4 separate regions of the Sus scrofa genome follow, and regions 2, 3 and 4 are each linked to region 1. Evidence: chromatin contacts called from public Hi-C and HiChIP or PLAC-seq data. All regions are on one chromosome and are shown on one strand. Each heading gives the region's core, a stretch centred on a gene start, on an enhancer-like site or on the middle of the called end of the contact. The rest is flanking DNA. Distances are from core to core; before and after follow the strand shown.

The links. Hi-C and Micro-C count contacts between places; a contact is called where the count stands out from the background. HiChIP or PLAC-seq counts read pairs in DNA pulled down with a chosen protein or histone mark.
Region 2: a contact with region 1 is called in an H3K27ac HiChIP or PLAC-seq map of alveolar macrophages. The contact joins the promoter of TAOK2 here to the promoter of SPN in region 1. A contact is called at or near these places in 1 of 5 promoter capture datasets (fetal skeletal muscle) and 1 of 2 datasets of contacts at active chromatin or transcription factors (alveolar macrophages).
Region 3: a Hi-C map of subcutaneous adipose tissue shows a contact between it and region 1, with 2.5 times the contacts expected there. The contact joins the promoter of ZNF764 here to the promoter of SPN in region 1. A contact is called at or near these places in 1 of 47 Hi-C or Micro-C datasets (subcutaneous adipose tissue) and 1 of 2 datasets of contacts at active chromatin or transcription factors (alveolar macrophages).
Region 4: a contact with region 1 is called in an H3K27ac HiChIP or PLAC-seq map of alveolar macrophages. The contact joins the promoter of KCTD13 here to the promoter of SPN in region 1. A contact is called at or near these places in 1 of 5 promoter capture datasets (fetal liver) and 1 of 2 datasets of contacts at active chromatin or transcription factors (alveolar macrophages).

The regions. Positions count from the first base shown.
Region 1 is chr3:17,973,833-17,981,798 of Sscrofa11.1, forward strand. It overlaps SPN (leukosialin), which reads left to right and starts at 4,899. Exons shown (of 2, transcript XM_005655097.3): 1 at 4,899-5,029; 2 at 5,428-7,966. The coding sequence starts at 4,914. The coding sequence ends at 6,703.
Region 2 is chr3:18,173,208-18,181,173 of Sscrofa11.1, forward strand. It overlaps TAOK2 (serine/threonine-protein kinase TAO2), which reads left to right and starts at 5,140. Exons shown (of 18, transcript XR_002342897.1): 1 at 5,140-6,106. It overlaps TMEM219 (insulin-like growth factor-binding protein 3 receptor), which reads left to right. Exons shown (of 7, transcript XM_021088010.1): 5 at 722-939; 6 at 3,187-3,356; 7 at 4,530-4,627. The coding sequence ends at 3,324.
Region 3 is chr3:17,795,744-17,803,709 of Sscrofa11.1, forward strand. ZNF764 (zinc finger protein 764) reads left to right here and starts at 3,958. Exons shown (of 2, transcript XM_013992477.2): 1 at 3,958-5,913; 2 at 7,878-7,966. The coding sequence starts at 5,718.
Region 4 is chr3:18,136,790-18,144,755 of Sscrofa11.1, forward strand. It overlaps KCTD13 (BTB/POZ domain-containing adapter for CUL3-mediated RhoA degradation protein 1), which reads right to left and starts at 4,800. Exons shown (of 6, transcript XM_021086431.1): 1 at 4,367-4,800; 2 at 1,860-2,029. The coding sequence starts at 4,610.

The sequences.
Region 1 (7,966 bases), core at 3,649-6,148:
GGGGTGGGATGGGGGAGGGCTGCCTGACCAGTCAGTCCTGCTCCTGGAGAAGGTTGTGGATGGCGGGAGAGGGCCCCCTGCTTTGGAGGCTCGATGGGAGGGTCGGAGGGTCACAACTCATTTCTGGAGTTCCCGTCGTGGCCCAGTGGTGAATGAACCTGACTAGTTTGTATCCATGAGGACGCGGGGTCGATCCCTGGCCTTGCTCAGTGGGTTAAGGATCCAGCGTTGCCCTGAGCTGTGGAGGAGGTCACAGACGTGACTCAGATCCCGCGTGGCTGTGGCTGTGGTGTAGGCTGGCACCTACAGCTCCAGTTCCACCCCTAGCCTGGGAATCTCCATATGCCATGGGTGGGGCCCTAAAAAGACCAAAAAAAAAAAAAAAAACCACCCAAAAAAACCCTCATTTCTTTTTTAAAATTGTAGCCCTGCTCCTGGTCTGCACTTCCCAGCCCTGCTCCCACCCCCGATTTTTCTAGGGCACTTCTCACCTAATATACTGTGTCATTTACTTTCTTCTTTTGTTTTGTCTTCCTGCCCCCAGTACGGCGTAAGCCTCTAGGAAAACATGGGTGTGCATCTGTTTGCTGCTGCACCAGCGAAATTGCTTGGTAGGTGCTCCGTGATGTTTATGGGCGAATGAGGAGTTCCCTGGCTGGGAGAGGGAAGCAGGCGTCAGACTGAAGGATGTGCCCTTGAGGTCAAGGAGGCCAGAAAGGGCCAGGCACGGGTGGGGTGCACTGGGGGTGTCTGAATCTGTGGGGGTTCCATCGAGCCCACAGACTTCCAGGAAGTCTCTCCCAAGGTCAGCAGAGGTCAGCAGGTGTTCTGTGAAGATATTTCTCCCTCCCCAGGGTTTGGCTTTTTCAGCTCTGACCTGCAGGTCTTTGAGGGGCTGTTTCCAGGCAGACATCAGAGCAGACAGGAGTCCTCCCTGCCCCTAAGCCCAGGCCAGGGAAGCCTCAGCAAGGGGTTTGGGGCGCCAGAGCTGCATCACCTTCTGTCTTTGTGGCCTTGGGTCAGTTATGTCATGTTTCTGCCTCCGTTTCTTCAGCTGTAAATAGGGATAATAATAGGGAGTTCCTGTTGCAGCTCAGGGGGTTAAGAACCCAACTACTATCCATGAGGATGCCAGTTCGATCCCTGCCCTCGCTCAGGGGGTCAGAGGTACTGGCGTTATCATGAGCTGCAGTGTAGGTGGCAGACATGGCTCGGATCCTGCATGGCTGTGGCTGTGGTTGTGGCCGGTGATTCGACCCCAAGCCTGGGAACGTCCATATGCTGCAGGTGTGGCCCTAATAAATAAATAGCCAGGCAGAGCCATATTGAGAAGCTAACATTTGGGCCATTTCAATATTTGGGTGTGAAGAGCCTTAGATGGCACAAAGACGCCAAGCCTCAGATTCTCCAGGGACCACCTGGAAGCCTGAGGGGCAGGAGGAGAGGGAACGGGGGCAGTAGGGAGGGGCAGATCAGGGTGGCCTTGCTGTCCATGGGCTTTTTCTCCGAGTGGAGTGAGAGGGAGCTGTGTCAGGGTTTAGAGCCGTCTCAGGGGAGGGATGTGACCAGATATTTGATCCTGGTTCCTCTGGCTTCTCTGTGGCTGAGAGCCCAAAGGCAATGAGGAAAGACAAGGCTTAGGTGCTTAGACAGGAGGTGGGGGCATGGGGGGGCACGGGGGGGTAGCAGTGAAGGTGGAAAAGAGTATTCAGATTCTGATTCTTTCTTTTCTTTTTTTCTTTTTTGTCTTTTTAGGGCTGCACCCACAGCATATGGAGGTTCCTAGGCTAGGGGTCCAATTGGAGTTACAGCTACCGGCCTACACCACAGCCACAGCAACTCGGGATCCGAGCCTCGTCTTCGACCTATACCACAGCTCAAGGCAATGCCTGATTCTTAATCCACTGAGCGATGCCAGGGATCGAACCCACATCCTCACGGATGCTAGCTAAGATGGGAACTCCCTTTGCTCACTTTCTATGTTGTGAGCCACACAGTGGGAAGTCCCCTCTGCTCACTTTTTAAAACAATTTTTTTTTTTCTTTTTTGACCGCCCCTCAGTATCCGGAGTTCCTGGGCCAGGGATCAGATCTGAGCCAAAGTTGTGACTTAAGCTACAGCTGTGATAATGCCAGATCCTTAACCCACTGTGCTGGGTTGAGGGTCCAACCTTCATCCCAGCGCTCTCAAGACACTGTGGATCCGTTGTACCACAGCTGGAACTCCAGATTTTTTTTTTTTCTTTTTTTTGTCCTTTTAGGGCAACACCTTTGGCATATGGAAGTTCTCAGGCCAGGGTTCAAGTCAGAGCTGCAGCTGCAGCTGCAGCCTAAGCCACAGCCCAGTGACGGCAACACTGGATCCAAACCACATCTGTGAACTATATCGCAGCTTGTGGCAATGCCAGATCCTTAACCCACTGAGCAAGGGCAGAAATCAAATCTGCATTCTCACAAGACAGCGTCAGGTCCTTGACCCCCTGAGCCATGATGGGAACTCCCCACTTCAGTGATCTTTTTTTTTTAAAGGTTGAGAAATTGGGTATCTTTACGCAGTCTTACAACATTTTTGTTTATTTTTTTGAATTAAAAAAATTTATGTTGGACTTCCCGTTGTGGCTCAGTGGTAACAAACCCGACTAGTATCCATGAGGACGCAGGTTCAATTCCTGGCCTTGTTCAGTGGGTTAAGGATCTGGCATTGCCATGAGCTGTGGTGTAGGTCACAGATGCGGCTTGGATCTGGTGTTGCTGTGGCTGTGGCAGAGGCTGGGAGCTGCAGCTGCAGCTGCAATTCAACCCCTAACCTGGGAACTTCCATATCCCGCAGACACGTCCCTAAAAAGACAACAACAAAAATCCATTTAGGAGTTCGATGGTGGCTCAGTGGGTTAAGGATCCAGTGTTGTCACTGCTGTGTCTCAGGTTGCTGCATGGGTTCGACTGCTGGCCTGGAACTTTTGCATGCTACTTGTGCAGCCAAAAAAAAATTTTTTTTAAACCTCCAATTACTTTGCAGCCAATTACTTCTATGTTTCTTTCTTTCTCTCTTTCTTTCTTTTCTTTCTTTTGGTCTTTTTGTCTTTTTAGGGTAGCACCCACTGCATATGGAGGTTCCCAGGCAAGGGGTCCAATCGGAGCTGTAGCCACAGCAACGCAGGATCTGAGCCACATCTACGACCTACACCACAGCTCACGGCAATGCCGGATCCTTAACCCACTGAGCGAGGCCAGAGATCAAACCCGTGTCCTCATGGATGTTAGTCAGGTTCCTTAACCACCGAGGCACAACGGAAACCCCTACTCCTACATTTCTGTTTGCAGGAGCAAAATGTTGAAACAACGTAATGTCTGACAATGGAAAGGTTTCCTCCCTCCCTCCCTTCTCTCCTTCCTTCCTTCTTTCCTATTGTTCCGTTTTTTTAAAAAAAAAGTGTGGAGCAGTATGCATGATAAAACCTAATACTAGCCTATACATGTATATGAGAACAATGTCTAGTCACTTATGATGGAGCACGATGATGTGAGATAAAAGAATGTACACATGTACGTGTAACTGGATCACCGTGCTGTACAGTAGAAAAAAAATAATAACGTATTGGGGAAAAAAAAGAATATGCCTGTGTATATGCATCCAGACTTATCGTTACTAGGGCATAGCTGGCGGTGGTGGTAGAGGAGCTTTGTCACTTTTCAATTCCTGCCTGTTGGGAAAGCCAATCCACCGCAGCCCTGAGCAGCCCTGCACACTCCTGCTCCTCTGCCAGCAAGGCACGGTCCCAGATGCTCTCTATTCAGGGGGTTGCTCAAGATTGTGTTCGCAGTGAGTAACTCTGAGGATGAAGTAACGTCTCCTTTTGGGACAAAGAGCAGGCTTGCTAACCACCTCCTCGAAAAGAGGAAAATTCTCCAAGCTCAGCTGCCGTGCAAACCCCTCGCCGTCACCCCTGTGGGACTCAGAGGCAAGAGGAACTGAAGCAGACACGGTGCTTCTGCTGCTTGCTTAGCCATGAGGCGCGGATGCCTGCGTCTCTGACCTAGGAATCGCACATCTTTGTCGGACTAACTCTTAGCTCATGAGTTCGGTTCGATCCCGGGCTGTGACATTGGCTTCTTTTAATCATCTCTCACGGACATGTATTATTACTTTTGTGACATAATCGGTTTTGATTTTTTTCGAGAAAGGCAGAATACAAAACAAAAAACCACACACGTACCGAAAGCCCAAGCTTACACGTTCAACGAAAGTGAGAAAAGAACAACTATCCAAGGCAGAAACTAAAGAACTCCCTACCCAGACGTACCCAAAGAAACGTGGTAATACCTCAGTAGATACCTTTCCAGACTGTCATCAGTGTTGACTCCCACATTTTTATTAGTCTTCTGCAAAAATAAGATCGTAGCGTATAGCGTGCTTAAGAACCACTTCGATTTAGTCAGGCATCCCATGACTGGGGGCCACTGTGGTGACACCAGCCCACTCCAGCTTCTCGAGAAGTCAAGAGCCCACCAGGATTTTCCTACAACCTGCGAAGGCTTTCACTGCCCCCAGCCAGAGGGAGGGAGTTCCTCGCACCCTGGTACTTCCTGGGAGCTCTTGGGGCAGAAAAAGTGCTAGCCTTGGGTCCTGGCCTAACAGCTTGGGGACCACAAATGCAAAGGAAACCACCTTCCCCTCCCAGCTCCTCCTCCGCACCCCCCATTCTCAACCACACAGTTCCACCCCTCCACCCACTCTCACCCCTATCCCAGCTTCACCCTCTGCTATCACATTTCCCAACTGAGAACGAGGAACCCCATTCCAGATCCCACCCACCATTCCCACCTGCCCCAGAGTCCCCCACCATCTCAGACCCTGAAAAAGCGATGCCTTGCTCATAGCCCGCCAATGTAGGAGCAGGAGGGTGGGGCAGGATGCTGGGGTGGGTGGAGCCAGGGCCATTTCCTTTCCCCCTGGGGCCCTGGCCACCAGTCTTGCCCCAGCTTCAAGAGGAGTTGGAGCAGCCTGGCCGCAACCTCGCCCTTATCAGGTGAGCTGGTAAGGGGTGTGATTTGGTGGAGCAGCAGCCCCAGTGCACCTGGGGATGTGCTTCTGGCTTGAAAAAGACCTTGATGGATAATGGAAAAGGAGACTGTGGAGCCACTGAGGCTGCCCACGGTTGGGACAGGTGGGGAGGGGGTGGCCTTTGCTGGAGCACAAGCTGCCAAGGCAGGCTGAGGGGACCTAGGGAGAGAGTTGATGGGGGAACCGCCAGCATCTTGTACTTTCTGATACGAGTACAAGCAGGGGTGGAAAAAGCCGTTGAACCGCAGAGTTCGGCCTGGCAGTTGGCAGGGAAGTGGGCAAGGGCGGGGAGAGGGCCTGGCTAGGTCCTCCCCCCACCCCAGGTTCTTATGTGTTCTCTTTCTCCGGTTTCCCCACCCTCAGGTCCCAACTCCTGCTCATGCCTGTCGCCTTGAAAATGATCCCGCTTTTCCTCTTCTTTGGGAGCGTCTGGGCCCCAGTGGCAAGCCTAGAGCTTCCAGAGAGCACGACTGCTTTGCAGATGTCTGAACCCGCAAGGTCCCCTTTTCCTTTGGTCTCTGTCTCTGGGACCCCCGAAATCAACTCAGAAGCATCCAGTCTTTCAACAACTGAGCTCCCTGAGGAAAGTAACAGCCCTGGGCATCAGATCTTCCTGCCTTCCTCAACTCCCTACCCAGCTGAAGAGGTGTCCTCCCCCGGGATTTCCATTGCTGCCAGCAGTGGCCTTCCTCTCCCCAGGTCAGTACTCTCCCAGGAAGTTTCCACCAACAGGAAATCCATGCTCCTGGAGATCTCTGATGCAGCCAATACACCTGCTGTCTCAGGAATGAGCTCCCTGGGGTTGCACACTGTGACTGGTAAAACCATGACCACCAGCTCTCTGGAGACCTCTGATGGGACCAGTGGACCTCCTGTCACCACGGCAACCAGCTCTCTGGAGACCTCTGATGGGACCAGTGGACCTCCTAATACCACGGCAACCAGCTCTCTGGTGGCCTCCAGTGGAACCACTGGACCCCCTGTCATCATGGCAACTAGGTCTTCGAAGACCTCCGTTGTGACCCGTGGACCCCCTGTCACCATTGAAACTGGCTTGCTAACGACTTCCAAGGGGACCAGTGGACCCCCTGTCACCAGGGAGACCTCTATGAAGACCACTGACCCCATCTTTGGGGTAGGAATATCCACCGTAGACACAAGCAGTAGCTCCCCCCAAAATTCAGGTCAGAGGACAAATGGCACCATGCTGGTAGCCGTGCTTGTGGCCCTGCTGGTGGTCATTGTCCTCGTGGTACTACTCCTGCTATGGCGCCAGCGGCAGAAGCGGAAGACAGGAGTCCTGACACTAAGCAGAGGTGGAAACCGCAATGGGGTCGTAGATGCCTGGGCTGGGCGAGCCCAGGTGTCCGATGAGGAGGCCATGTCACCAGAGGGAGCATCTGGGGGCAACAAGGACTCTGGGGCTCCCCAGGGGGAGGGGCCTGGCCAGCGACCCACGCTCACCACTTTCTTTGGGAAACGGAAGTCTCGCCAGGGCTCCTTGGCGCTGGAGGAGATAAAGGCTGGGTCAGCCGCCAAGCTGAAGGGTGAGGAGGAGCCGCTGGTGGGCAGCGAGGATGGGGCTGCGGACGCCTCTGCTTCTGATGGGCCAGAAGCCAGAGAGGCGGGGGCCGCTTAGGGCTTCATGACAAGGATGGAAGCCAGAGTCACTCCCTCTTTCATCACCCTCCCTCCTACCGTTACATCCAACTTCACTGTCACCCAGCTTTTTCACCCAGCACCCTTTGGATGTGCACGCAGCATCTTCACTCTGAGTCTTCATTCGGCTTCTTGGCCCTGGATCATCCCGCCAGCATCTGCACTCAGCACCTAGACCAGGGCTGGCACCCACTGAACGCCTGTAGACAGAATGAGCAAAGCTTGAATGAGCAAAGCTTCCTCGTGGACCTCACTGCTCCCCATCACAGTTTCTCTATGTTTTTGTCCTCGACCCCAGCTGAGTCTCCCTAATCCCAAACTTTTTGGACCTTGGATTTTTCAGAGGATGCTCCAGGGATCCCAGAGTCTGGGAAGATGACAGAAAAAGCAACCCAGGAAACTCCTCCTTAGGATGACTCTGGAAAGTACACTCGGCCCCACAGACTAGAACAGTTGACCCTTCTTTTGACTCTGCGCCCAGGAGCGCTGTGCCGGGCCAGCCTGGAACACGGGCTGGGTTGGTGTCATCGGGCTGCGCTCTCGGGTGCGTGTGTGACAGCCCCTGGACTCTAGGCTGGCCCACTGTCCAAGCCGCCACACTCTCCCTCACCTCTGGCCTGAGACAGCCAGAGGCTTCAGCTGTTTCCCCTCCCCCTCGGAGGTGAGAAGAATTTCAGGGCAGGTGTCATTCTTAGAAGTCTCAGCATCTGTGTGGGTCCCCGTATGAGGGCGGTTTGCGCGAGCGAGCGAGCGGGAGAGGCGAGGAATCCGTGATGTTTGTGAAGGGCGGGGGTGAGGACAGGGGCGGGGGTGGGGGCGAGGGCAGGAAGGGCTGCAGAGGCTGAGGAGATGCCACCCTTGTTGCTGCCGAGGCATAGGCGCCCTCATCTTTGCTCAGATTGGGCAGAGGTAGATTGAACTCCGCCTGTGGCCGGCCCTGAGGGGAAAGACCGCATGCGTGACGACTGAGTGTGGTTCCTCAGCTCAGCCACTCGGTCATCTCTTCCTCAAAGACCCCCCCCCCAGCCCCCGCACACACCCCCCCCCGGCCCCCGGCCCTGTTCCAACACTCGCAGGAGACCCAGGGCGGGTCTTGCTGATGCTGTTACAGGTTGGATGTGTTTGCATCTCCTCTTCCATCCTCCAAGGGAGTCAGTCAGAGTGAGACGTGACAGGCCCCCAGGGGATGGCCAGGAGGGGACAAAGCCTAACTGAGCCATCTCTCTGGGACCAGCCCAGGACA
Region 2 (7,966 bases), core at 3,890-6,389, 200 kb after region 1:
ACCACAGCCACAGCAACGCCAGATCCAAGCTGCATCTGTGACTTACACCATAGCTCACAGCAACGCTGGATCCTTAACCCACTGAGCAAGGCCAGGGATTGAACCTGCGTTCTCGTGGATACTAGTCAAATTTGTTTTCACTGAGCCATGAGGGGAACTCTTCTACCCAAGTTTTGTTGCAGCTTACTGAGTATTGCTATGATTGTTTTATTGATTGTGAGCTAATTTAAATTAATTTTTGTGGAGTTCCCGTCATGGCGCAGTGGTTAACGAATCAGACTAGGAACCATGAGGTTGCAGGTTCGGTCCCTGCCCTTGCTCAGTAGGTTAACGATCTAGCGTTGCCCTGAGCTGAGGTGTAGGTTGCAGGCGCGGCTCGGATCCCAAGTTGCTGTGGCTCTGGTGTAGGCCGGTGGCTACAGCTCCAATTCGACCCCTAGCCTGGGAACCTCCATATACCGAGAAAGTGGCCCAAGCAATAGCAAAAAGACAAAAAAAAAAAAGAAAAAGAAATACATAAATTAATTTTTGTTTATATTGATACACAGTTATTTTCATTTCTCAGTGATGTAAATGATGGCATTAGGGCCCTTTATTACACAGAATCAATGCCAGAATACCTGAGGTAGTAGGAAGCCTGCAGAAATGAATGCGTCTAAAGGTGGATGGCCGCCATCCTACCCTGCATTTTCTTCCATCTCCTTCCCTGTGCCCCTCATAGGATCTTCTGGAAGCGATCTGGTCCTCATTACAGCCAGGGTGACCACAGAAAGGACCTGCCTATATTTCAGTGCTGCTCCAGGAATCCTGCCTTCCAGCAAGCCACCCATGTCCTGCTCTGAGGAGGGAGTAGGAAATACCACCCTGAGCCTTATGGCTGAGGGGTGTGTCAGTGTCTGGAGCCACGAAGGTCTTGTGCTCACCAAGTTGCTCACCTCGGTAAGAGCTTCCGATTATTGGAGTTTCATAAACTACCATGCTGAATGATGTGAGGTTTGTTTTTTTGTTTTGTTTTGTTTTGTTTTGCTTTTTCTAAGGGCCACTCCTGTGGCATATGGAAGTTCCCAGGTTAGGGGTTGAATTGGAGCTGATGCTGCCAACCTACGCCATAGCCACAGCAATTCGAGATCTGAGCCGCATGTGTAACCTACACCACAGCTCTCATAAACACTGGATCCTTAACCCACTGATTGAGGCCTGGGATTGAACCTGCATCCTCATGGATATTAGTTGGATTCCTTTCCACTTCCCCACAGTGGGAAATCCATGAATACTGTCTCTTGAAGGTGCCTGGAGGCAATTTTACCTAGTAGTAAAAGCATAGGCTTTATAGTCCTGCCGCAGAGGCTGCGTGACATTAAGCAAGCATATGAGCCTCTCTGAGCCTCAGCTTCCTCATCTGTAAAACCATGATACTATCTCCTAATTCCAACAAATAAGGGTAAGTGAGAATGAATGTCCAGTGCCTAGGTTAATGCCTGGTTAGTAAGAGATTGGCTAAATGACAGCTATTAGTATTAACTATTGTCTTTAAATACAATAAAACATGATCTTAACCTCAAAGGCATTCAGAAGCTGTAATTAGAGGCAGAATGGGCTAATTGCTTTCATAGAAACCTGACCAAAGTGTTATTCAAGCAGAGTAAGGACCACTTAGCTCTAACTTGGACATTTATGGAGAGTGCCTCACCAAGGAGGTGGTATTTAAGAAAGGGAATTGTTTACAGTAGTTTATAATGTACAAAGTGCATTCAGGTTCATTATCGCATTTGATCTTAAAACAGCCTTTTGAGGTAGCTGTTATTATCCCATTTTACAGATGAGGAAACAGACTTAGAGGGAGTGTATTGCCCCAGGCCACGCAACTGGTTAAGTGGCAGAGCCAGAATTGCCACCTTCAGCCATCTGATGAGTCCCAGGCTCATTCTTCCCTGTCAGGATGATCCTTGAATGAGGAAGATTTGAGCAGGGATGCAGGAGAGGGGGTTCAGGAGATGGGGGGAGATCTGTTCTAGGCAAAGGGACTGACCTGAGCACAGGCCTAGGGAGTGAAAAGTGTTCGGTCTTCAGGGGCATTCCATGATGAAGGCTTAGGGGTGCCTTAGGGGAAGAGGCGAAAGAGATACAGGGAGCAGGTCTTGAGGCTCCGTGATGCCTGGCTGAGATGCTAGACTTGATGCTTCAGGCCATGGGAGCCGCTGGAGCCACTGGTGGAGCAGACTGGCTAAGTGGAGGAGAGAGACTGGTTAGGAGGGAGCTGCATACCCTTCCCTTACATCGGCGAAGATCCTGCTGAAGAGCATGACCTGGGAGCTTGGAATCAGAGTTCTTGGTTTCCAGACCGGCTCTGCTTGAACATCTTAAAATGCAGACAATAGTGAACGTCCCTGGAGTTCCCATTGCGGCTTAGTGGTTAACAAACCTGACTAGGAACCCTGAGGGCAGAGGTTCGATCCCTGGCCTTGTTCAGTGGGTTAAGGATCCAGAATTGCCGCGGGCTGTGGTGTAGGTCGCATGCTGGACCTGGATCTGGCGTGGCTGTGGCTGTGGCGTAGCTGTAGCTGCGATTCGACCCCTTAGCCTGAGGACCTCCATATGCCGCAGGGGTGGCCCTAAAAAGACAAAAGACCAAAAAAAAAAAAAAAGTGCACGTTCCTATCTCCTGATGTCATTATGAATGTTCAGTTTGATGCTTGGGCAATAAAGCAGTCTGTAAACCATTGAGACAAATGTGGAGTTCCTGTCGTGGCGCAGTGGTTAACGAATCCGACTAGGAACCATGAGGTTGCGGGTTCGGTCCCTGCCCTTGCTCAGTGGGTTAACGATCCGGCGTTGCCGTGAGCTGTGGTGTAGGTTGCAGACTCGGCTCGGATCCCGCGTTGCTGTGGCTCTGGTGTAGGCCGGTGTCAACAGCTCCGATTAGACCCCTAGCCTGGGAACCTCCATATGCCGCGGGAGCGGCCCAAGAAATAGCAACAACAACAACAAAAAAGACAAAAAAAAAAAAAAAAAAAAGACAAATGTTAGCCTGTATAAAAATAACATTTTCCTTTTAGTTGCTCCTCTCCCCCATGGAGGCTTCTCTCTATAGCCCTTAGGTTAGGGTATCTAAGATGTCTTTCCAAGGGAAGTTTCTCTACAGTGCCTCTCCATCATTCCTCCTCCCCTCCCTGTCCTCACCCCTAGGAGGAGCTGGCTCTGTGTGGCTCCAGGCTGCTGGTTTTGGGCTCGTTCCTGCTTCTCTTCTGTGGCCCTCTCTGCTGTCTCACTGCTCTGTGCTTCCCCCCGCGCCGGGAGTCCCACTGGTCTAGAACCCGGCTCTGAGGGCACTGGCCTAGTTCCTGTCTCGTTCTCAGGTAAGGTTCTTTGCCTCAGTCCTGTGGGAACAGGGTATGGGGCGGGGGTGGCAATTCTAACTGAGAAAGAGCCATTCCTAAACAATATGGTTTGGCTTTACTTATTTCTGTGCCTTATATGGGTGGACTCATATTCTTTTGTGACTGACTTCTTTTGGTTAAACATTCTGATTTTAAGATTCATCCATAGGTGTAGTTCTCATCCAGGCTTTTTGGCATCAGTGGTGAATGAAGAGGGTTCAAATTTGATATGTTCTGGATATGAATTAATGTTTGTTTTGCATTTGTCCTAAAATTCTGATACCCTGTTTTATGATGCAAATTTTGTAAAATTCATTTTGAACTGCTCAAAGGAATTGATTGATGATTCCATTTACTGGGCACATACTACGTGCCCAAGGACTTCACATGCATCTTCTCTTTTTCCATTAGCCATCATTCCATTTAGATAAAGTTGATTCTGCTAGCAGGGTCTTTGGAGGGAACACATCTTCCAAAGTGGGAGTGTGGGACATATTGGACTAGTTAGTGGGTCAGCTCATTATGGTTAAAATATATATATATATATCCTGTAAAAAAATCTCACCCTTTCAGGTGAGTCTCATATAATTTGAAAATGAGTCATATATTGTACACCCAGCTCCTAAACTGTTCTCAGCTTGCTGGCTGCTGTGCCTTAGGAAATAACTGCGAGAGAAGAAGAAACAGCACAGGCCCAGGGAATGGCTCTGACGAAAGGATTTAGACCCTCAAGACTTACCTAGTTTTCTTCTTTTTCCTTTTCCTTTTTTTTTGGGGGGGGGGGGCTCTGCCTGTGGCCTGTGGAAGTTCCCAGGCCCAGGTATCAAACCCATGCCACATCAGTGGCCCACACCGCTGCAGTGACAAAGTGGGATCCTTAACTTGCTGTGCCACAGGAATTCCGCGACCACCTACCTGGGATGGAGAAAGGCGGATCCCTCTCAGCCTTTCTTAGATCTGAGCAGACTGGAAAGGAAGAGTTTCTGACTCCTGGCAGATCCTGGGGTCCTGAGGCCATCTCAGTTGGCATAAGTGCCTGTACCTATCTCTAGTTGTCACTTCCTCTGCTCCTTCCTCAATTTCTACAGCCATCCCAGAGCTTCCTCCACGGGTCCTCTGACCTGCCCTGTTTTTTTATTTTGTTCTCTTCAGGTGTGAACTTCTTGGGTCTTCGTTCGGAGTTGGAAGAGATGTTACAAAAAGTGGAGAGCTGGAATGTGGGAGGAAATAAAAGGCTTTTTTTTTTGCCCAGCGTTTCCCAGGGTGTTCATTGGGAATTGGATTAAGGTGGGAGTTTTAGGGTAGAGGGGCTTGCGAGGTTTTGGCGGATTTTTCCTTGTTGACTCTCTAGTTTGGGATACAGGTCGGTATAGGGCATAGGTTACTGCAGCTCTCGGGTATGGTCATGGAAATGCTTTGACATAAGTGCAGTGTGACCTTGTGCACGTCATGCTGCAATGAAGAAATATGACAGAATTTTACCAGCAAAGATTCCTCGAACTTGGTAGCCCACGTCCCGGCTGGATAGTTACTAAGCAGGACAGTCCGTTTTCCCGCCTTTTCCGCGCCCAGCAGCAGTCTTCCCTTACCCCTCCCAACCTCTACCCTGCACGCAGGCGCAGATCGCAGCTTCTTATTTCCTGCCACCCGCGCCCCCTCAAAGCTTCCCCTAGCAACAAGCTCGGGCTCAGCGCTAAGGCGGGGCGGGCGCATGCGCCGCAGCCCTTTCCACCACCAGTTGTCGGACAGCGCGCTGGGCTCCTCCCCCTCCAAGACTGGCCCTTCTCCCGGCCTCCTCCCACCCGGGGTCCGCGTGGCGGGGCGCGCGCGCACTCTGGCTGGGTTACTGCCCAGCTCCCCGGCCGCAGCGGTAAGGGGAGGGGGCGGGACTATTCCCTTCTGAGCCCCGCCCCCTTGGCCCGGCGTCTCTACCGCGCCTGCGCGCTCCCGCCCGGTCTCCATCTTGGAATTGGGAGGAAGAGGGAGAGGGAGACCGGGACGAGACCGGGGCTGTGGTGCGGAGAGAAGCTGAGACTGAGAAGAGGAGAGGGAGAGAGGGCACGGGGACCGCCCTTAGCTACAATCTTTCCGCTATCCTCGGGAGAGAGAAGGGGAAAGGGAGGAGGCCGGGGCGGGAGTGGAGGCTGTCACCCTCGGACCCCGGCGTGAGAGGGGCCGTGCGGTCGACCGTCCTCGGGGTAGGCCCCCTGTCGGTGGCCGAAGACCTGGGGCTCAGTCCCTTCGGTCTCGAATTTCCGGGCTTGACCCCACGCTTCTCAAATATCCGGGTATCAGCCCCTCAGATTTCAGATATCCGGGACTCGGGTCCCAACCTCTCTAAACCTGGGGCTCTGTTTCATAGAATTTCAAATATCTGGTGTTCAGGATCCTGCGTGTACCAGTATCCGGGGTTCATTCCCCACTAGTTCAGATATCAGATTCAGCCTCCCCCCGTTCAAATATCTGGGGCTCAGACCCCACAATCAGAAATCCGGGATTCAGCAACTGTCGCCCTCGAGGAGGAGGAGGACTGGACCGCGAGGTCAGATCAGGTTGTCACCCCCTCCCCTCCACGGGAGGCTTCCCGGGCCCGCCCCTCAGGAAGGGCGAAAGCCGAGGAAGAGGTGGCAAGGGGAAAGGTCTCCTTGCCCCTCTCCCTGCTTGGCAGAGCCGCTGGAGGACCCCAGGAGGAGGCGGAGGCGCTGGGGCACCATAGTGACCCCTACCAGGTGAGACACGGGGTGCAGGGGCGCGGGTCCCTGTGTCTAGCTTGAGAAGAAAGGGTGCTTCTTTCTGGGAAGCTGGCCCTGGGTAGGCCCTGTCCTCAGGATGGGGAAGCCCAACGGGGCCAGTGGTCAGCCTCTGACTAGCCTTGCCTTTTGCTGCCACCCTCTTTCCCTTCCTCTTCCCTTCATTATTGCCTGGTTGCTGGGGGACCTCAGGTGACAGGGTCTCCGATGTCACCGGGGGTCATACCCTAGGGTGCTTGAGCTAATCGGATGGGTTTGTGCCCTTCTGGTCTCTCTGTTCACTTTGCCCCTCACTGCTACCCCTTCTCCATGATTGTAACCCTCTTTCCTTACTGCTCTGGGTTGTTGATTCCCATGCCTCTGATCCCTGTGGTGGGTCTGTTTATCTGTTTTTCAGGCATGGTCTGGTTGGGTTTCTTGTCCTTTCAAGGAAGTGTGTGAGTGCATTTGTATCTGGGGGTACCTGGCAATATTTCCCCCCAGCCTATTGTTACCTTCCAACCTCTTGCTGTGATGGTAGAAGTGAGCCCATTTGTCTGGCAATTTATTTCCAAAGTGCTTTATATCTCTTCTCTCATGTGACCTCTTCCCCTCCATTCATCTGGTGAGGGGCTCATTGATTGCTGTCTTCCCATTTTACAGTTGAGAACATTAAGGCCCAGAGAGGTTGCCCAAGGTCACACAGTGGCAGAATCAGAATTGGAACCCAAGCCCTTGATCAAGTCTTGCCCCCTCTGCGCCATACCCGTCTCTCGTTATCTCTTTTGTTCTGTGCTTGGGGTTAGCCAGGGGTGCAGAGGAGAATGAGTTGGGGTGAGATTTAAGAATGGAAGAGAGAGGAGCTACTTGAGGGCTATTCTCAGGAGCTTGTCCTGATGGGAAGTTCTGGCTTCTGCCTTTTGCTTCATGGATTTTTCTCTCTACTGTGACCTTCATCTTTTACCCTGATCCCAGTCTTTGGCCTGGGTTCCTGAGAGGGCTGCCTCTTCTGACAAATGACAGTGGTGTCTCTTTAACAGTTAAAGCCGAGCTGTAGGTAGGTAGGGTAGGATGATCCCCAAAGCATTAGAGCCTTGTTGGGTGACTCTGGAAGCAGAGAGAAAAATCCGTATACTGAGTGTCTGCATGGTGTTCCTCCCAAGTATGAGATCTCATTAAAAAATTCACAACAGCCCCACACTGTCATCCGTTTTACTGATGAGAAGACCAAGTGTAAGGAACTTACTCAGAGCCCTGTTGCTGTACTTTGTGGATGATATGCGCTGGTAGTGTAGCTTAGGACCGACAGACTTGGGTTTCCTCATCTGTAGAGTGGAGATAACATTGTCCATTTTAGAAGGTGGTTATGATTTAGCACAGACCTTGGTAACCACTCATATGTTTGTTATTTGATGCAGAGGCCCTGTGTGATGTTTCACTGGCATCCCTTACATGCGCTCTGGGGTCCTGGGTTGGCATTCTTGGCTGGGTGCTGATAAAGAGGTCAAGAAGATTCCTTTGGCAAGTTGTGAGCACCTGCCTTTGTGTGTGGGTGTGTGGTGGGGGTGAGGGGTGCTTAGCAGGGTTGCTGGCAGGAGAATGGAGAAAGGGGCCTGCTTTGAGGAGCTGAGAGCTGCTTAGGGCTGGGCTCAGGGCAATCAATCAATCTCAGGCTATTCTGAGCCCTCTGCACCCTGGGGGCCCACCAGAGAGTGAGGCTTGCTCCGTGCCCTCCAGCTTCCAGTTGGGCTGAGAAGACAAAATTAACAACACAACAGGAAACAATGCACAACAGAATATAATTACATGCTAAATTGTTAGGTGCTTTTAAGGAGCTAGAACTCTGCCCTGGGAGTCCAG
Region 3 (7,966 bases), core at 2,708-5,207, 180 kb before region 1:
CTGCAAACTGGCCCTGTGCCCACCTGTATCTACCACTTACAAGCACTCAGATCTGGGCCCAACACAGGTCAGGGGCTCGGGTGAGGGTGAAGTGAGAACTCAGGTCTGGGCGGGGAGCCAGCCTTGCTTGTCTGGGGGAGTCTCGGCAGGAAACCGAGAGCCCTGCCAAGGCCAGTGACTTTCACTTGGAAAGGACAGTCAGTGTTCGGTGGCCACATATTGCCTGACTTCTGTTGGAGAGACAGCCGGTGATAAGGGAGCTCAGAGACGAGGGAAGCTAATTTCACTCATTCCTTAAATACCATTGAAGACTTTGTGGAGGTTTTTTGGGTCGGGGAGCTGCAGGGACATACTGACTCAGGTCTAGCCTTCAAGAGCGTGATTTAGGGAATTCCCGTTGTGGCTCAGTAAGTTAAGAAGCTGACTAGTATCCATGAGGATGTGGGTTCAGTCCCTGGCCTTGATCAGTGGGTTAAAGAATCCAGCATTGCCACAAGCTACGGCGTAGGTCGTGGATGTGGCCTGGATCCTGTGTTGCTGTAGCTCTAATTCAACCCCTAGCTTGGGAACTTCCATATGCCACGGGTGCGGCCCTAAGAAGCCCAAAAAGAAGGAGTTCCGTCTTGTCACAGTGGAAATGAATCCAACTAGGAACCATGAGGTTGCAGGTTCGATCCCTGGCCTCCCTCAGTGGGTTAAAGATCCGGAGTTGCCGTGAGCTATGGTGTAGTTGGCAGACCCGCCTCGGATCTGGCATTGCTGTGACTGTGATGTAGGCTGGCAGCAACAGCTCGAATTGGACCCCTAGCCTGGGAACCTCCATGTGCCAAGGGTGTGGCCCTAAAAAGACAAAAGAGCAAAAAGAGAAAGAAAGAAGGTGGAGCTGGAGAGAGGAGGAGCCACAGAGGAAGGGGAAGCAGAACCAGGCACAGTGTGAAGCAGAGCTGCCTGGGTCAGCACAAGGCACAGGACAAGTGCTGTCTGTGCTTGTTTGTCCAGCTAACAATTATCCATTAAGCATGGATCATGTGCGAGGTAAAAATGTATGTGCCAAGAAACAGCAAGGAAATCAGATGCAGGAATCCTCTTGGAGCTTATAATTGGAGTGGGGAGAGTTGAGTGACAAGCCAGTACATAAATAAGACAAGGTACTGTGATTGCAAATTATAAGCTCTACAGGAGTTCCTGTCATGGCTCAGTGGTTAACGAACTGACTAGCATCCATGAGGACGTGGGTTTGATCCCTGGCCTCGCTCAGTGCGTTAAGGATCTGGCGTTGCCACAAGCTGTAGTGTAGGTTGCAGACATGGCTCGGATCTCACCTTGCTGTGGCTGTGGCGTATGCTGGTGGCTACAGCTCCAATTCGACCCCTAGCCTGCAAATCTCCATATGCCATGGTTTTGGCCCTAAACAAATTTTTTTTTGGATTTGATTCTAAATAAATTGGGAAGCCACTGCATTGTTGTTTGCTTTTTTTGTTTGTTTTTGTGGGCTGCACCCGTGGCATATGAAGGTTCTCAGGCTAGGGGTTGAATCAGAGCTGCAGCTGCTGGCCTACACCACAGCCATGGCCATGTCAGATCCTTAACCCACTGTTAATTGAAGCCAGGGATCGAACATGAGTCCTCACGGATACTAGTCAGAATTGTTTCCGCTGAGCCACGACAAGAACTTCTCACTTTTTAAAACATTTTATTTTATTTTATTTTACTTTTTTGCTTTTTTAGGGCTGCATTTGTAGCATATGAAGATCCCACGCTAAGGGTTGAATCAGAGCTGCTGATGCTGGCCTACCAAACAACCACAGCAATGCCAGATCCAAGCCAAGTCTGTGACCTACACCACAGCTCAGGGAACTTGGGATCCTTAACCCACTGAGCGGGGCCAGGACTGGAACCCACATCTTCATGGTTACTGGTCGGGTTCATTATCACTGAGCCACCACAGAGACTCCCTTTTAATATTTTAAATTATAGTTAATTTTTTTTGTGTGTGTGGTAACCTACACGTCATAAAATTTACCATTTTAATTTTTTTTTTTTTGTCTTTTTGCCTTTTCTAGGGCCGCTCCCATGGCATATGGAGGTTCCCAGGCTAGGGGTCTAATTGGAGCCGTAGCCACCGGCCTACGCCACAGCCAAGCAACTTGGGATCCGAGCCGCGTCTGTGACCTACACCACAGCTCACGGCAATGCTGGATCCTTAACCCACTGAGCAAGGCTAGGGATCGAACCCGCAACCTCATGGTTCCTAGTCGGATTCGTTAATCACTGAGCCACAACGGGAAGGACTCATTTTAAACATTTTTATTTTTGTTTTTTTTTTTTTTTTTTTTTTTTTTTTTTGTCTTTTTGCCTTTTTTTCTAGGGTTGCTTCCAAGGCATATGGAAGTTCCCAGGCTAGGGGTCCAATTGGAGCTGTAGCCGCTGGCCTATGCCACAGCCAAGCAATGCGGGATCCGAGCCGCATCTGCAGTCTACACCACAGCTCACAGCAACGCCGGATCCTTCACCCGATGAGCAAGGCCAGGGATCGAACCCGCAACCTCATGGTTCCTAGTCAGTTCGTTAACCACTGAGCCACGATGGGAACTCCTGAAATATTTTTAAATGTACAGTTGGGTGGCATTAAGTACATTCACACTCTTAGGCAACCAACACCACTATACCTCTAACTGTTTCATCTCCCCAATAGAAACTCTGTACCCTTTAAACAAAATGCCCTATTCCCTCTTTGCCCAGCCCCTGGTAACCAAAATTCAACTTCCTGTCTTTATAAATTTGACTACTTTAGGGACCTCATATAAACCACTGTTTTGTTTTTTTGGGGGCCACCCTATGGCATATGGAGTTCCCAGGCTCAAGATCAGATCTGAGCTGCAGCTGCAGCAGTACTGGATCCTTTAATCCACTGTGTCAGGTCGGGGATTGAACCTTCATCCTGGCGCCGCAGAGATGTCCGACATGGATTCCATTGCGCCACAGTAGGAACTCCCCCCTGGAGGGTTTTAAGCACATGACCGTCAAGGGTTCAGGTAATCTGATTTGAATTTAAAAACTTACTTTGCTATTACATTTATTTATTTACATATTGATTTATGTATTTTTTGTCTTTTTTGAGGGCCGCACCGGCACTATGTGGAGGTTCCCAGGCTAGGGGTCTAATCAGAGCTGTTGCTGCCGGTCTATACCACAGCCACAGCAACGCAGGATCCAAGCCACATCTGGGACCTACACAACAGCTCACAGCAATGCTGGAGCTTTAACCCACTGAGCGAGGCCAGGGATCGAACCAGCAACCTCATGGTTCCTAGTCAGATTCGTTAACCACTGAGCCACGATGGGAACTCCCTGTATTATGTTTAGAATGGATAGACAATAAGGTCTTACTGTACAGCCCAGGGAACTGTATCCAATGTCCTGGGATAGACCATGATGGAAAGTAATATGAAAAAAAGAATATCTATATGTATATGTATGACTGAGTCACTTTGCTGTACAGCAGAAATTGGCACAACATTGTAAATCAACTGTACATTAATAATAATACTTTTTAAAAATGACACAAAACCCACTCTGGCTGCTCTGAGGAGGGATGGCAGTGGAGGAAGTTGAGTGGAGGTGAGAGAAGCAGAAGAACTGGAGGTAGACACTCGAAGAGGAAAGGATAGGGCCTGTCCAAGGGCTGGATGTGGGAGCTGCAGTATCAGAGGGGCCTAGGACAAGGACAAAATTTTCGGCTGAGTGAGGAGGATGGAGATAACAGGGTAGACTGTGGCTTCCTGTAGCTGGCAGGGAGCTCTTGGAGCTGTCTGGTTCAATGTTTTTTGTTTTTATTTTTAGGGCCACACCTGCAGCATATGGAAGTTCTCAGGCCAGGGGTTGAATTGGAGCTGCAGCTGGGGTCTACACCACAGCCACAGCAATACCAGATCTGAGTGGCATCTGCGACCTACACCACAGCTCATGGCAACACCAGATTGTTAACTCACTGAATGAGGCCAAGGATTGAACCCACAGCCTCACGGACACTGTGTGAGGTCCTTAACCGGCTGAACCGCAATAGGAACTCCTGGTTCAAAGTCTGAAGCAGGGTTTGAGAAACTGAGGGTGGACCTCTTTGTTGAGGGCACTTTAGAAGGGGCAGGAAGAAGTGGCACTTGTTGCCATCTTGCGGGAATATTGCTCCACAGAATATGCTCTGGGAAAGGCGGAGGCCCAGAGACCAGCCTGGAGACCCCAGGCCTAAATCAGCAAGGACCTAAACCAGAGGAGCTAAACTGTTTTGTGAAGCCTGTCACCCTCCTGTAGGGCAATTTCACTTGAATGACCTTTGGCCCCACCCACCAGCATATGGAACTTCTGAGGCCAAAGATCTAATCCGGACCCATCTTAGACCTATCGCACAGTGATCACACCAGATCTATAACCCACTGTGCTGATCCAGGAATCGAACCAGCAACACCACAGAGACAAGCCACATTATTAATGTACTGGGCCACAGAGGGAGGACTCCTGAATGACACCTCCCTGTACCTGACTCCTAAACACAACCCTCTTACGTACTTTTTTTTTTTTTTACAGTCAGAGAAATTATTTTTTTTTCTTTTTAGGGCATATGGAGGTTCCCAGGCTAGGGGTTTAATCGGAGTTGTAGCCGCCAGCCTATGCCACAGCCACAGCAACACGGGATCCGAGCCACATCTGCAACCTACACCACAGCTCACGGCAACACCAGATCCTTGACCCACTGAGTGAGGCCAGGGATCGAACCCCCAACCTCATGGTTCCTAGTCGGATTTGTTTCTGCTGCGCCACGACAGGAACTCTGAGAAATTCTTTTTTAACTTACTTTTAATCCTTATGCCCTGCTCTGCGACCTACACCACAGCTCAGGGCAACGCCGGATCCTTAACCCGCTGAATGACACCAGGGATAGAACCCACATCCTCATGGATCCTAGTCGGGCTCCTTACCGCTGAGCCACAGCAGAGACTTCCAAGAGGGTCCTTCTGACCTTTCTCAGACCTTATCCTATTCACTCCCGGCTGCCCCTACAACCTCCTGGAACAGGAGCTTCCAGAATTTCAGTCTCGACCAGGCTTCCAATAGAGAAGGTTCCTGGACCATCTCATTTTTAGATCCTCAGCCCTGGGGATAATCTGCTGTCACCCCGTGACGGGTCGAAGCCCGCGGATAAACGACCCAGAGCCGAAAAAAAAACGTCTGAATTCGCAGCGGCGGAACGAGCCGGGCTCGGCGCTGGAGGCGGTGGTCGCCAGCCTGGGCGGGGCCGCGGCTGCACCTTCAGCACGGCGGGCACTGGGACCCGGCTGGGAAGCGGGGCCGCCGCGCTCTGGGCAACGCCGCCCCCCGGCCGGTGGCAGCGCCTTGGCGGGCGTCCTGTCGCCGCCGCGGCCATGTTGACTGAGGGCTCGAAGACAAAGCCACCTGGAGACACCGGCGTGGCGTCATCTGGGCACGACGGCGCGGGAGCAAAGTTCGTGGGGCGGTGTTGCCGCCATCTCTCAGGAAGGCACCTTCCAGTCCTGGTTCTCCGGGCATCTTCGGCCACCCCCGTGGGTCCTCGAGGGGCTGTTCCTGCTCCCCCGGCCCCAGACCCTTGGGCCCGGCCGGGGAGCAACCCGGATCGCCTCTCCTGCATGGACCCCGGCCGGTAGGGGTGGCGCTGGCCCACCGCCGGGGTGGCACTTACGATGGCGCCGCCCCCGGCCCCGCTCCCCACGCGGGAACCTAACGGGGCCGGGGGCCAGTGGGGGACACCGGAGCCCGTTAAGTTCGCGGACGTGGCCGTGTACTTCTCCCCGGAGGAGTGGGCGTATCTGCGGCCCGCGCAGAAGGCCCTCTATCGGGACGTGATGCGCGAGACCTACGGCCTCCTGGGCGCGCTCGGTGAGGCCTCACCTGCTCTCCTGTGTCCACATCCCCGTTCACCCCGCCCAGCCTCGGGGTCCTGCACGTGGAGTGGGCGGCCCCAGGAAGGCGGGACCCTGTGCGGCGGCCTCCCCCGCAGCCTGCGCTTTGCGTTCTTCTCCCCCAGGCTTTCGAGGCACCAAGCCAGCCCTCATCTCCTGGGTGGAGCAAGAGGCCGAACTGTGGGGTCTAGAGGCCAGGGATCCGGAGGTGGGAGAGTGTCTGACAGAGGCAGACACAGGTGAAGTACTGGGTGCTCTGTCTCGTGGGGACTTCCTCTGGGCCTGATCCATCCTGCGCCCCCTCTGCCAACTCCTTCCCTGCTCATCAGTTTCCCCCTTGAATTACTTTCTCAGTTACAGTTATTATTATTTTTGTCTTTTGTCTTTTTAGGGCCGCACCTGTGGCATACGGAGGTTCCCAGGCTAGGGGTCTAATCGGAGCTATAGCCGCCAACCTACAGTACAGCCACAGCAACGCGGGATCCGAGCGGAGTCTGCAACCTACACCACAGCTCACGGCAACGCCAGATCCTTAACCCACTGAGCAAGGCCAGGGATGGAACCCTCGTCCTCGTGGATACTAGTCAGGTTCTTTAACCACTGAGTCACCATGAGAACTCCTACAGTTATTATTATGCCTGGTCCCTGCTGAGCTTCTGGATTTAGCCTAGAAAGGGGCTGTGAGTGTGACTGGCATACCTGCCTCTCCACTCCCAGCTCCTCCGAATCTGAGCCCCTCTCATCTAGCTGGTCTCTAAGCTCTGCTGAGCTCCACATTGTCCCTCCTGCTGTTTGCCTGCCCTCTGGCTCCTCTGCCACCTCCTGGGTTTTAGCTTACTTTTTTTTTTTTTTTTTTGGCTGAGTTTGCCGCATATGGAAGTTCCTGGACCAGGGATCGAATCTATGCCACAGCAGCAACCACAGCTGCTGCAGTGCCAGTGCCAGATCCTTTACCCACGGTGCCACAAGCTAACTCCCAAAACTTTCTCTGCTTTTTTGGCCGCCCCCGCAGCATACGGATTTCCTGGGCCAGAGATGAGATCTGAGCCACAGTTGCCACCTACATCTACAGTGTTGTAGCAACACTGGATCCTTTATCTGTGTTTTTTCTTTTTTTTTTTTTTTTTTTTTTTTTTTTGTCCTTTTAGGGTTGTACCTGTGGCATATGGAGATTCCCAGGCTAGGGGTCTAATCGGAGCTGTTGCTGCTGGCCTACACCACAGCCACAGCAACGTGGGATCTGAGCCCCTTCTGTGACCTACACCACAGCTCACAGCAATGCCGGATCCTTAACCCACTGAATGAGGCCAGGGATCGAACCTGCAACCTCATGGTTCCTGGTCGGATTCATTTCTGCTGTGCCACAATGGGAATTCCACAACACTAGATCCTTTAACCCATGGTGTTAGGTGGGAGATCCAACTCGACCGGCAGAGCTGCTGCTGCTTCCCATTGCACCACGGTGGGAACTCCTTTTTGTTACACTTTGGTATCGGCCTCCTTTCTCCTGGCTTGTACTGTTTTCTTCCTCTCAGTTCACCCTGTCCACCTGTCCAGCCCCTCCGAACTTGTCATTGCCACCCACCTTCATGCCTCCTTTGTGTTCCTGCCACCTGATGCATCCTTACCATCTGCTCATCCTCTGTGATCCAGCTACACTGTCACCCCGACCCCCATTTTCCCAGCCCCGAGCTAGAATGTGCTGTGCACCTGTTTCTTCTTGGTCTCTGTCTCTGCAGCTTTTCTCTCCATCCCGTGCCCCGGAGGAAAGGTGTCACTCCCAGCTTGCTTGCCTGTACCGAGCTGAGTTCCAGAGGCAGCTGTGGGTCCAGAAGGTGGCTGTTTGCAAGAGGATTCTCTGTCCCCATATGCGGTGTGGGACTCAAGGACCAGGATAAGCCTGATAGGAGGATGAGTCTGAGCTGTCCCTTTATCTCCCAGCAGGTTCTAGAGACCAGGAAGAGAAAAGACAAAGAGAAGAGACAGAGGCTCTGGGGAAGATCTTTTCTGTGGACGCTCAGCCTCCCGGG
Region 4 (7,966 bases), core at 3,550-6,049, 160 kb after region 1:
AAACAAAAAAACCCTCCAAATAAGCAAGCATATTCTAGCTGAGAGAGGTGAGGATGGAGATAGTCTTGGAGAAACTTGGAAAAGAGGCAGCTGGAGCACAGAAGAAAAAGTAATGCATGTGGGAGTCTAATAAACTGGGGTTGACTCTGAGCTTTGCTGCTTACCGGCTCCTTGACCTTGGATACACTCCCAGCTTCCCTCATGTGTCTTTTTATGGCAAAGAGGGGCACAAAAGATAACAGAATTGATCCTAACACACAGTGGATGTGAGATAACATTAGATAAATGTAAAGCTACAGAGCAGGAATGAACTTCCAAAATCTTTGCTTTCTTTCTTTCTTTTTTTTTGGGGGGGGGGGGCTGTGCCTGCAGTGTAGGGCCAGGGATTGAACCTGTGTCACAAGAGAATTCCTACTTTAACGTTTTTCAAACTGCAAAGTGGTAACCCAATGAGAGGTCATGAAGGAAGTTTAAAGGGTCCCAAATGGCATTAGAAAGAAAGAAAACAATATATCAGAGTGTATTTCACTAAAAGTATCATTTTCTAAAACTCTTAGTTATATCTTCGAGTAAAAAATGCATTTTTCTCTATGAGATGTAGTCCAAAAGTTTGAAAAACTTGGATATTGCCCAAAGGAATTCTATACTTTGGATTTTAAGGACCAGTAAGTACTCTCCAAGATAACAGAAAGTGTTCAGTTGCCACTTTTTAATATATAAAAGGAGTCAAAAAAGAAACTCATAATCTCCTTTAATACTGTATCATAAAAGAAAGGGCACTTTTAACATTGTAAAAATAGAACAGAATAAAAGGCTTTATGTGAAACTCACTACACTGCACATATTTTTCTTACTTCCCTATCTTCTGGGAGATGAGAACAGAATGCCAGAGGTAGGAATTGACTCAATCAAGGTCACTCAGTTAGCTGTGGTGGAGGTGATCCTTAACCCCTAAGTCCTGGCCTTGCTTTCCAAGCTCTTCTCCTCAGAATCCTAAGAGATTCCCAGAAGAGAAGGTAGGGCTCTGGGAACTCCCCCCCATCCTGTTTCGTTAGGAGTGGCTGCTTCTGTAAAAATTTCACTGCTAGGGAGTTCCCGTCATGGTTCAGTGGTTAAGGAAACCGACTAGGAACCATGAGGTTGTGGGTTCGATCCCTGGCCTTGCTCAGTGGGTTGAGGATCTGGCATTGCCGTGAGCTGTGGTGTAGGTCGCAGACGCGGCTCGGATCTGGTGTTGCTGTGGCTCTGGCATAGGCTGGCAGCTGTAGCGCCATCTGATTAGATCCCTAGCCTGGGAACCTCCATATGTCACAGGAGCGGCCCTAGAAAAGGCAAAAAGACAAAAAAAAAAAAAAAAAATCACTGCTGGAAAAAAAATATTTAAAACCCTGGATGGGATGGAATGCCACCTGCCAGGGTAGGACCAGATCACGGTGTTCATTCTATTCCAATTTAAATGTAGATTATTTTTTCCTCAGTAGGACAAGCATGTTATTTGGAATTTCCAAGCAAGGGAGAAAATAAACTGGGATTGTGTTTAAGGATAATTATTCAGGTAGGAGTGTAATAGCTAGAGTAGCTGGGTAGAAAAAGCAAGACGTAGAGAGTGCAGTCATTTAAACGCTGCAGTAGTCTTAGCATGACGGGGCCCTGCCTGAGGCAGTAGGAATGCAGAGGTCAGTACTCCCAAATCCTCTGGGGTCATGACCAGTCAGACTAGGCCAGAGGCTACTCCTCAAGGCAGTACCCCGTATTTCCTCTTGTTTTCCTTTGATGTCTTAAGACCTAACTGCTCGGGCAGCTCTCCCAGGGAGGGGGGCATAGGGGTGGGACTCAGGAGGTGGGGGAGGGACCCTCACCTGCAGTGCCAGCTGGCAGTCCTCAATCAGTCCCTGTACCAGGTAGTAGCGTGCTTCACCCAGTAGCTCCCCCAGTTCTCTGGTACTCTCAGGCAGTGGCACGGACCCGTCCCGCAGGTAGTTGAGGATTGTACCAAAGTGGCGGCCGCTCCGGTCGATCAGCACCCAACCTGGTGAGGAGGGGAGAGGCAGAAGGAAGGATGGCTTTGCTGAAGGCCCTGGAGTTACTACATTTTAATGAAAAAAGGACTCCAGGAGTTCCCGTCATGGCGCAGTGGTTAACAAATCCGACTAGGAACCATGAGGTTGCGGGTTCGGTCCCCGCCCTTGCTCAGTGGGTTAAGGATCCGGCGTTGCCGTGAGCTGTGGTATAGGTCGCAGATGCGGCTCGGATCCCGAGTTGCTGTGGCTCTGGCGTAGGCTGGTGGCTACGGCTCCGATTCGACCCCTATCCTGGGAACCTCATATGCCATGGGAGCAGCCCAAGAAATAGTAAAAAGACAAAAAAAAAAAAAAAGGAAAGAAAAGAAAAAAGGACTCCAAAGCTACAAAATCTAAATGCTCATCTGTCTCAAGCCTCTGCCATATCCAAGAAAATGGCTTTATTTTTTTTTTGTCTTTTTTTTTTTTTTTTTTGGTATTTCTTTGGGCTGCTCCCGCGGCATATGGAAGTTCCCAGGCTAGAGGTCGAATCAGAGCTGTAGGGCCAGCCTACTCCAGAGCCACAGCAACGCGAGATCCGAGCCGCGTCTGCAACCTACACCACAGCTCACGGCAACACCGGATCCTTAACCCACTGAGCAAGGGCAGGGACCGAACCCGCAACCTCATGGTTCCTAGTCGGATTTGTTAACCACTGCGCCATGATGGGAACTCCAAGAAAATGCCTTTAAAACATCTCCAGTGAGATCTCCCACAGGCCCCTTTTCAACACATCCAGACACACAGAAGTAATTCCCTCCCACATCTGTTCTATACCTGGAGGGTTCTCACCAAGAGAAAGTTCCTCCGGATTACCGTATCAATAAACCTCTACCTCGTGTTACTTCTGATCATCCTATTGAATTAGAATGCTACCCCAGGGAGTTCCTGTTGTGGCGCAGTGGTAACAACCCAGCTGGTATGCATGAGGACTCGGGTTTGATCCCTGGCCTCACTCAGTGGGTCAAGGATCCAGTGTTGCCCTAAGCTGTGGTGTAGGTCGAAGACATGGCTCAGATCCTGCAGTGCTATGGTTGTGGCTGTGGCTGTGGCCAGCAACTACGGCTTCAATTCGACCCAACCTGGAACTTCCATATGCTGCACCTGCAGCTCTATAAAGACCAAAAAAAAAAGGGGGGGGGGAGTTCCCGTCGTGGCTCAGTAGCTAACGAACCAGGCTAGTATCATGAGGACTCCAGTTCGATCCCTGGCCTCGATCAGTGGGTTAAGGATCTGGCGTTGCTGTGAGCTGTGGTGTAGGTCAAAAACTTGGTTTGGATCCTGCATTGCTGAGGCTGTGGTGCCGGCGGGCAGTTATAGCTCTGACTGGACCCCTAGCCTGGGAACCTCCATATGCCACAGGTGCGGCCCTGAAAAGACAAAAAAAAGAATGCTACCCCACTCTCCACTACCATTTTAACCTTTGTATTCTTCATAGACCTCATTGCCATCTGGAATTACATGTTTCTGTCTTCGTTTTGGTATGTTTACTTGCTTATTGTCTCTCCCTACCCCCACAAAAAAGAAAACTCCATAAGGCTCATCTTAATCAGATTCATTTACCAAACTATCTCCTACACTAACTGGCATTTTGCCAATATTCATTGAACAATAAACTCTTCACCTGCAGATATTTGAAGACTGAGCTCTGCCTCCCCAATTTCAATTTTCCTGCTCTCACAATCCTTGTTAACCTCTTCTGAATCCCCCTCCCTGGACTTTTAAGGTTCCCCTTGAGCATATGGAGCCCGAACCTGACTGCGACACACTTTGAGAAGGTAAGGTTCGCCTGCCAGAGAGAACTGTCCACTCTCCACTCTGGCGTCCCTGGCAAACCCAAAGCAGCCCTCTCCTCTGACAGTCTGTTATTTACAGATAGATTTCTAGAGTGTAGGGACCTGTGTTAGGTCCTCCAACTCTCGGGGGTGGTTGCTGGCAGTGCTGAGGTAGAAGAAACTGATGAAGGTTGCCTGGAAGGGTGCTGTTGGCACCAGGGCTGCTTCCCGAGTCTTTTGAGCTGAGGAGGAAAGAGTGGAAGAGTCCGTGGGGAGCAGTAATGAAAATTTGGTCCTAACATGTTGAGAATTTGCTGGTTACTACTGCTGGGTGTAAAGACCGAGGGAGGAAGGGGATGAAGAATGAGAAAAGGGAGGTGCCATGGGATGTAGGGGATGGAAGAAGTGAGAATGAGTTGACTGGACGGCAAGAGAGAAGGGGCGTGAGAAGACTGGGCGAAGAAAGACTGGGAGAAAAGGGAGACGGGGATCTGGAGGAGGCAGGACAGTAAGCAAGGGCGGCTCGCGTACCTCCGGCGTCAGTGAGCACCTCCGCGCGGCCGCTGAACATGGCCTTGAGCATGGTGTCCTGTCCCGTGAGGGTGCGCAGCGTGGTGTAGTGCAGCGAACCGCCCACGTTTAGTTTCACATACTTGCTGTTCGGGGTCAGGGGCTTGAGACCGTAGGCGGCGGAGCCAGGCTCGAGACCCGCGGGCTTAGGAACTTCCAGGGACTGGGCCTCCGCCGCTGCGGGGCCAGACGCCTCGGCCGACATGCCTGGTGGCGGCGGCGGGCGACGATCCTTGGTTGTCTCCGCACCCTCCGGCCGCTCCCAGAGACCCCGGGACCCGAGCCCTTGGGCCGGACCGCTGGGCCCGCACGCCCCTAAGCCCCGCCGCTACTTAGTGACACTGGCCCTCTGGATCATCGCGCCGGAACCGCCCGGAAGCCGGGCGAGAACTGCGCAGGCGCGTCAAGGTCCCGCCCCCGACCTCGCGCGGCCGGGAGGGAGGAGCATGCGTGGTGGCGGTGGGCTGGCAGAGGGAGTCGAGCGCGGGCTGCGGGAGGGCGGGGCGCCGCGTGAGGTGTGTTCAGGTCGCCTGTCCGGGAGACTCGAAGTAGGGCTCTTGGCCACCTGCCTGTGTGGAAAACACTGCCCCCTTCGCGTATCTCCACTCTCAGGGTGCTTCATGGGCGTGAAGGGGAAGGGGCCCAGAGAGGCAAGGGGTTGGGGCACAGTTTCCCGCCTCCCGGCCCCGCGCATTTGACAGCTGCGAACGAAAGCCCCAAGGGGAGCTCTTAAGGGAGGCCAGACGGAGGTGGCCTCCCAGAGGAGGTGGCAGTAATGCTAGGTAGGGCATGCAGGATGTGAATAGATGAGGTCGTCCGTTGACGAGCGCTTCTCTGAGGAAGTGATACTGAGCTGAAGCTCAGAAGAGACGCCTATGTGGAGGCGGAGGGCAGAGAGTTCCAAGAAGAGCCCGGGGCAAATACAAAGACCCGTAAACCAGACACACTTGGCATATTTAACAGGCAGAAAGAAGGTCAGGGGTGGCTAGAGCAACCTGGACAAGGGTTTTAGAATCCCAGCCTATGTCGTGAGACACCCAACCTTGGAAGAAAGAAATAAGCTAGGAAAACGTTGCTGGTAAAGTGTGGCGAGAAGTGTTTGAATCTGATCTCATCTGCATTCTGTTGAGAGGCTGATACCTGGGACATTTAACAGTCGATCTGAATGTCTAGCAGGAGAATCTGCTGGAGGGAAAATGAAGCATGAAGCTGTAGTTCTGCCTGGCCATCAGTTCACCGGCAGTGTTACTTCTCTCTGGGCTTGTTTGGTTTCTTTTCTGCTGAGTGACGTGTGCAAATGTAAATGGCAGGGGCTAGGTAGGAATGTAAATGAGTGGAATGAACCAGTTACAAGGTATTAGGGAGTAACAGGGCCTGTGTTAGCCTGGAGAGCCCATGTTTTACCCAAAGGGCAATATTGTCAATTCTGATTTTTCAAGTGTAGCTGGTGAGAAAGAGAAAAGCAGCTCATGACAACTGGGACCCAGTTTTCACTATTCCTTCAGAAGCCTCTGTTGCTATGAGGGGGCCTGACACTATAAGCTAGGCTATGATGTTGCCCTGTTGAGCATAAACAATTTTATAGGACACCAGCTTCAGAAAAAACTCCTCTCTGATGAATTGAAAGACTGTTCCATAATCATAATTGAACACGAAAACAGGAACATTGTCCAGACCACAAAAATGACCAATGGTGACCTTTTCCATCACAGTCTGAGTGACGGCTGCTTCTTTACCAAGTCCAGCTTTAGCCCTGATCCATTCCTCCTAACTTCTAGATAAGAATTATTAAGATAACCAAAAAGAAGGAGCTCCCATTGTGGCTCAGTGAGTTAAGAACCCAAACTGTATCCCTGAGGATGCTGGTTTGATCCCTGGCCTTGCTCAGTGGGTTAAAGATCCGGTGTTTTCTTCTCTTCTTCTTTTTTCTTTCTTTCTTTCTTTCTCTCTTTTTTTTTTTTTTGTCTTTTTAGGGCCACACCTGTGGCATTCAGAAACTCCCAGGCTAGGGGTCGTATCAGAACTCTAGCTGCTGGCCTATGCCACAGCCATAGCCACGCCAGATCCAAGCTGTATCTGTGACCTACACCACAGCTCACAGCACTGCCGGATCCTTAACCCACTGAGCGAGGCCAGGGATTGAAACTGCGTCCTCATGGATGCTAGTCAGATTTGTTTCCACTGAGCCATGACGGAAACTCCAAAGATCTAGTGTTGCTGTGAGCTTCGGCCTAAGTCACAAATGAGGCTTTTATCTGGCATTGCTGTAACTGTGGTGTAGGCTGGCTGCTGCAGGTCTGATTCAACCCCTAGCCTGGGTACTTCCATGTGCTGCAGATGTGGCCCTTAGAAGGCAAAACAAGGAAAAAGAAAAAGAATTATCCCTACTTCCTGGCAGCATCCAACCTAGAGCAAATCTCCCCTTTTTTGAATCCTACTAGAAAATCACCCAACACAAGCCCCAATCCTGAAATAAGTCCTTTCTAGTATGTGCTTACAGAGGTGCCCAGGCTGCATGCCCCGTGCTATGCTGTCTCCCTTGTTCAACCACAAGTGCGCTCCTGGTGGTCTTTGGCCGGAAGGCATTGTCAGAAATGGAGGATCCACAGAGATTCAGCTGAAACCCTCACTAACTCAAACTAGGACCCTCGACTCTAGCAACAACATACACACCTGAGATCCCTTCTGTCTCTAACTGTTTGAGGTTGCAATCCTACCCTTGGCTGGGAGGTAAGTTCTTGTTGAATTGGACTCTGACGTTTTGTTGAGACCCTTGAGTATTGGGATTATTTTGTTTGTTTTCTTTGGAAAACGATCCCCTTCCGTTTTTTGATTATCCAGTCACATTTTTCCTTGGGAGAACTGTTTTCTGGCTTTCTCCACCTGCTCCTATGGTCTGCCCCCCTCTCTAGTGTTTTGGATTTTTTTTTTTTTTTTTTTTTTTTTGGCCACACCTGTGGCATGTGGAGGTTCCCAGGCCAGGGATCCAACCCGCATCACAGTTGCTGCCACAGCTGTAGCAATGCTAGATCCTTAACCCACTGCGTCTCATGGGAACTTCCCCTGTCTAGTGTCTTGAATATAGTGTGTTACAAGAGGAAAAGTCTTCCTTTTTTTTTTTTTTTTTTTTTTTTTGTCTTTTTAGAGCTGCACCTGCAGGCATATGGAGGGTCCCAGGCTAGAGAGGTCCAATCAGAGTTGCAGCTGTCGGCCTATGCCAGAGTCACAGCAATGCCAGATCCGAGCCGCATCCTCGACCTACACCATAGCTCACGACAATGTTGGATCTTTAACCCACTAAGCAAGGCCAGGGATCGAACCTGCAACCTCACGTTTCCTAGTTGGATTCGTTTCTGCTGCACCAAGATGGGAACTCCAAGAGGAAAAGTCTTTAGAGAAAGGATGGGTGTGTAGCCCTAGATATTTGAGTACATCACAAACCTGTTATTTATTGCTCAATCTCTGGTGACTGAACACCACTCGTCCCTCTAAGAAGCTGAGAATGCTAACCCCTTGAGACTTTTATCATTAGCCTGCTGGAGTATCATTTGTTATCAGAAT